Linked DNA regions of Rattus norvegicus: region 2 is linked to region 1. The links are chromatin contacts, called in public Hi-C maps. All regions are on one chromosome and are shown on one strand. The core of a region is the stretch at or near the end of the contact, and the rest is flanking DNA. Distances in the headings are between cores, read along the strand shown. Region 1 holds the start of Cyb5r4 (cytochrome b5 reductase 4). Region 2 holds the start of Cep162 (centrosomal protein 162).

The links. Hi-C and Micro-C count contacts between places; a contact is called where the count stands out from the background.
Region 2: a contact with region 1 is called in a Hi-C map of kidney, with 4 times the contacts expected there. The contact joins the promoter of Cep162 here to the promoter of Cyb5r4 in region 1. A contact is called at or near these places in 7 of 12 Hi-C or Micro-C datasets (the A7r5 cell line, Schwann cells, frontal cortex and 4 more) and 1 of 1 datasets of contacts at active chromatin or transcription factors (oligodendrocytes).

What each region holds. Positions count from the first base shown.
Region 1 is chr8:96,859,678-96,862,728 of GRCr8, reverse strand. Cyb5r4 (cytochrome b5 reductase 4) reads right to left here and starts at 1,640. Exons shown (of 16, transcript NM_133427.3): 1 at 1,427-1,640. The coding sequence starts at 1,501.
Region 2 is chr8:97,085,131-97,088,086 of GRCr8, reverse strand. It overlaps Cep162 (centrosomal protein 162), which reads left to right and starts at 1,367. Exons shown (of 26, transcript NM_001277060.1): 1 at 1,367-1,423. The coding sequence starts at 1,367.

The sequences.
Region 1 (3,051 bases), core at 391-2,890:
CAACAACAAAAGAAAAAAAAAAACAAACAACAACAACAAAAAAAAAAACTGGTCATCCCTACAACACCTGAGCCAAACAGTGAATACGATGAAGTGGTGGGTTTTGGAAAGACATCTCTCTCCTACTTCAAGTCTATTCTCTTAACAATTTGTCAACCTCTCCGTCTGTGTTCCGTTTTTGAAAACTTTATCAGACTGTTTCATCCAGTCCTAACTCAGTCTCTCGAGGGATCAAGATTGTCTCATTTTATAACAAAAAAATTAATCCCACCTGAGGTTCCTAGTAAATTACACAAAGATTTTACTTTGCCCTCTTTTCTGCTACCACATCTAAGGAACTTGTTACCTTTGCCTAGAAGTTTTCTCCTTTAACTGAAGGCTGAGAACATACCCATTTTAATGAAGAAAGGCAGATTGGCTTTCTCATTCTGCACAGGGCAAGCTTTGACTATGGAGCCAAGCATTTAACTTAAGGAGAGCAAGATTCACAGTCGATGGCGGGTGAGCAGCCACACACACACAGCCTTGAAGGAAACGGTGTAATCCTATCACAAGCTTACGTGACTGATGCAGACTTTCATTAACCTATTTCTTTTTACCCAGAATGGAGATAGTAAACACCCCCATCTTCAGGGTAACTGTGAAGATTCAATGGACACAGGAAAAGGACTCAAGATACACGCAGCCATAGTGAGCCCACAAAACATCCGAGTACTATGTATGAATAAAGCTGGAACAGACACTTTCAAAAAACAAATGAAAAACCTCCACCCATTTTCTGATCAAAGGTCAAAACCCCAGATCTAAGTGGAGAAAAAGTAAAACATTCAGTGAAAGTCTTAAAGTCATATAAAGTAAAACTCAAAAAAGAAATCGAGTAGCCCAAGAAGACAGAAGTCTCAAAAGAAAACACAAGATGTGGTCACAAACTTAAGGACTACCAAAATAACATTCAGCAAACAGCACTGGCCTTGCAATGAATACACTGCACAATTTTTGTAGAATCTTGTAACTATATACCTGTATTTCCACCTGCTGCTCACAGTAACCATATTCAACAAATAGTCAAGAGCACGGTACCGGACTCAGAGTCAACCAGGGGTGTCCACAGATGAGGCAGAGCTGGAACAATTGGTTCTCTTATACACAGAGGAGTGTGACGTGGAAAGGTGACACCAAATTTGATGGGAGGTTTGCAGACTCCAGTCTTCCCTAGCCACCAGTCTTTCAGATAAGTCTCTCTGGCTGCCACTGCTCAGCCTTTTCCTTCTGACTATAAAGAACAAAAGACTGGAGAGGACAGCTTGAGGCAGAAAAGCAACCACGCCGGAAGCAGGGTACTGAGTAGACCTACAGAGGACAACTTCAGCAACTTGAACAAACTCGGGGTGTTTGAGTCAGTAGGCGAACGGCCGTCGCCACTTACCTTGCTACGCCCCTGGGAGGCAACGCGCTGCTGGGAGCCGGGGGCCGGGAAAGCCTGGGAAGGGACGTTCAGCATCCTGGGCCCCCGGCTCGGGCCGCATCCGGCCTCCGCCACCGGACAGGCTCGGTTGGCCGGACTCCAGCGGCCACCACTATCTGTGCCGGCTCCTTGGCCTGGCCGAGGCCAAGCCCCCGACCCACTTCCGGGGTCGCCAGGGGTCAGGAGCGTGGTGACGCAATCACGCTCACGGGAGACGGGGTGGGGGCGGAGTCAGAGGATGGGAGGGGTGGCTGTGTGGGGAATTGGAGGCAGCGCATGCTCAGTTTGGTCCTAAACTTCAGCACCACAAGGAAATGACAGCTTTCTGCCGAAAGATCAGAGAGTGAAGCTGTTCCCCAGCCTAGTGCTGATAGAGGCCGAAAATCCGAAAATCATTTCTGGTAGAACAAGAATGCCAGGGCCTGCCTCTTGATAAACAACACCATCGGACTGCTTAAAATGTGGAAGAAAACAACACTATCAAAACGTCCATGCTCCTGTAAAAAAAATACTAAGCTCTAGGAAAGAGGACTTCACAACTTCATGAGCTAAGAGGCTGAACGCAAGCAGACTCTGCTGTGCCTTAAGAAGAAAACTTCGCCTTTGGGGAACCTATCTGGAAAACGAGTAAAAGACGTTTCCAGTCTCCTGCTCTATTCACACATTCGCACACTCTTCCTCCTCCCATAGCTTTTCACTTTCCCTGAAATCGTCGAGGAGCTCAGTCCTAAACTGATTTGGTTTTGGTGTCATCCTTGTTCTTAATGGTTTATGCAAGTTCATTTTAGTTCATTAAAGGAACATTTTGTCTGTTTAAATAGGCTTGGATTTCTGTAAGAAATAAATGACCATATCTAAACCATATACTGTGTGTGTGTGTGTGTGTGTGTGTGTCTGTGTGTGTGTATACACACACACATTAATGGGCATATAACAAAAGACAGGCCACTTTATACTATCCTAATTTGTTAACAAGAGAAGCACCTAATGTTGTGGGCCCATGTTGGTGATACATTGGGCTTTCTTTTGCATGTCTCTAGAATACACAAATGCAGAGATAGAATCCAATAGAAGGAGAACATTTTCCCAAAGAACAGTTCTACATAACCTATCCATTCCCTGCAGGATACTAATTTTTCCTGACTCTGGACACATTGTTTATTTCAATTAGCTCCAGAGTTCCTAAAGTCAAAGTTGTGATAATGTGGTTTAATATTACGAGGGAAAGTCTGGGGATATGCTAAGTCACTCAAGCCCAAGGCATTTCTTAGCGGCCTAATTGCCTCTCGTCTCCACCTCTACCCATTTTTATTCTGAAATACTGTGGAAAAATATTTTTAGTATATTGCCAAACAAGTATTGGACTTGCAGTTCTCCTGCCTTATCCTCACAAGTAGCTCAGATTATAGGTTAATAAAATATGTTTGTTTGCAATTGAACTGTTGACCAGATGGTTAAGTATAAACTAAAAGGACTTCATGATCATACTTTACAATGTCACCCTAACCATGCAAACTGTCCATTGTCCATCTCATTAAAGGATGGATTAAGTTTTCTTTTGTGATGGCTACATAAGAAAAAACAGT
Region 2 (2,956 bases), core at 118-2,617, 230 kb before region 1:
ATCTTTATTTGAAAGACACCGGAAGACCGGCAGCTTGTCTGGATGCTCCGTGGGTCACATGGCAAGGGGATCACGTGATAACCCGGAGCCCGCCCGTGGAGGTATGTTGCCTTGACAACAGCTGGCTGCCCCAGACTTTCCGGGAGAGCGCGGGATCCCAGGAGCAGGTAGGTGAGGCGTTGTGGTGGTCCGCGACCCTGTTGTTTCCAGGTTGTACCTCAGGCCCGGTCTCCGAACTTTGTTTTTCGCGTTATTCCGCTCTTCTGCCAGGACTTCAAGTTGGTGTGTATTTGCTTCGAGCCAGCCGCCAAATCTGCGCTTCCTGCAGCCTGGACACACCTGGCTGAGGGCCCTTTCATGGGGTTTGCCTCTGACTAAGTTGCTTGTCCAACTCCTCATCCTGTCCCTTGGACCTATTGGTCGAAAATGCAAATAAAAGCATTAGGTGTTCTCCTGGAAGATGGTGGGCAAACTATACGCTCGAGTCCTCTCGCTGCTACCCTTAGAAAAGAAAAGTAGGGTTTGTTTGTGTTGCCCCAAAGAGTTAAATCCAGAAGTTAGGATCTGAAGATGACCTCACCTATCTGAAGTTGAGCTTTAAGCTGCATCTTGACTAGATCCCATTCAAGGTATTCGGTTTTGTTTAGCCTGCCTTTGTTTCAAGAGAAACATAAATAGTAATTAGTGCATGTCATTAACTTTCAAGGGTATTTTGTGCTCCTTGGGGATATTTTAAGACAGTTCTATTGTATAGCTCAGACTAACCTGAAACTCAGGCTGGCCTCCCAATTAAAGTGTAGGGATTTCAGATATGCATCATTAAATTCTTTGTTATATTCTGAGTCTTGTAAATTCACTTTGTTTATATCTGGAAAAAAATCCCTGGTTGTAGAAAGTCCATTTTGCAAAACCCTTAATTTGAAAATACATAAATGAAGCAGGACAACCTGTACTGTGCTTTACAAGAAAAAAAAAATGGTCCCTCCACTTCCTGCGTTTTATAAAAAAAAATATTCTCTGTGTGGACCTTGATTATGAGAGGTATTAGCAGAGACAAATACATATACAGGAAAGTATCTCAGAGCCCACCTCTTAACTGACCTTGAGAAGATAACATTCACAAGACAATTAGTTTCAATGAATTAGACTTCCAATGATGTATTGCAATTGCAGTATAATTGTCAAGTTATATCAGTGTGTCCATATGCAAGACTGTCTTGATAAGTTGAAGTTTAAAGTAGTGTTGCTTTAATGATGTTGTTTTCCTCAAGAGGTGTTTATTTTTTCTTCTGTTTCTGCCATTCAGGGTTTCCAATGCTGTAAATAATTTTAGGATACTTTCTTTGTGACGTGAAAATTATTAGTTATGGCCCACTATTCCAAAGTAGACCTTGATGAAGAATTTGAACGGTTTATGAAGGAGGTAAGCTAAAGCCGTATTTCTTGTAGTATTTATTGTAAAGTTGTCTTGTAAGCGCTTTCATCTGAAAACATTACCCACCCCATCAGCACATGCCTTCTCTCCCACCTACAGAACTACCCAGCAGTCCTCAGTTCGTTCTCATTTCAAATGCTGGCACCTGTTAGCTCAATGCCATCTTCTCACCCAGTCTCTCCAGCGGTTCCCTTCATGGTGCATGTGTGCACGTGCTCACGCAAGCACGCACACAGGCACACATATACACATACACGGAGAGGGAGAGAACCATGTTGAACAAACATTTTGCTCAATTTCTGGTTATAGGAGAGTGGTTCAACCCATTTTTTTTCAAAGTTAACTTTCTTCAGTTATAATTTATACATCATTCAATTCACCCACGTATAGTATGTATGACAACTGTTTTAGAATTACATAGGCTTCACCAGTCAGTTGCAGAATACATGTATCATTCCTAAGAAGAAACCCCTTATCCTTTAGCAGTTTCTCTGGGCTCCTTGTCCTTCCCCAGCCTTAGGCTGTCACTTACTGCTTTGTCTCCAAGTTTCGCTGTTACAGATATTCATAGAAATGGAACCATATAGGCTGTGTGGTCTTTGAAGTCTGGCTTCTTTTACTTAACATGGTGTTTTCAGGGTTTATGTGTGCGACAGCATGCCTTTAGTGAGTAGTTTGCCATTTTGTAGATAGAATGCACCTTGCTTATTAAGTATTCAATTGACAGCATTTGGGGCCCTTCCATTTCGGACAGTCATGAATAACGCTGCTCTGACCAATCATGCAAGTGCGAGTGTGGATATATGTTAATCTCTAATGTTGGCCTAGGCATGAAATTGGCGAGTCGTATGCTCTGTTATTCCCACCCCCCATGTATTCGTTCACCAGGGCCCTGATTTGCAGTATCTTTACTATCTGAGGGCCATTTTTCTGGTTCTGTGTGATGATAGTAACCTGCAAGGCAGTGGAGAAGGTTTCGAAAGCCAGAACACCTACTGTGTATTGGAAGGGAGGAGACTCGTGCTCTGTCTTTCTGATCTTTGCCATAGCTCTGAGTGGCCAGTGGGTCTATCCCTGTATGGAAACAAAGAAACTTTGGTTCGGGAGGCAAGAAGTGGAATGTTTCCGTGTGGTACTGTGTTTAAAGGCCACCTGGAAAGTGATAGGGATACCAGACATTCAGACCTTAGACGGTCACCTTCCTAGGTGCATGGCCAGCAGTGGGAAGCAGACAGTCCTCAGTGGTTCCTCAGTAGATCTGGATCCCACTTGCTTCACCCTTTAGCACGTGTAACTGGGTTTCAGGTTCTCATAAGTGATCTCTTCGAGGTTGTTTAAAGAGTGAGATAAACCAGGTCCAGATCCTAACACCGAGAAGGCAGGTAATAAACATGATTTCTCCCCAGGGAGTGGGGGTAGGGGGGCTATAGAAGGAGAATGGAAAAGGACGAGGAAGGCAGTAAGAGTAACTTTTATTTGCCTGATGTAACTGTCATCTCTGAGGTTGCCTCTGTCTGCTAA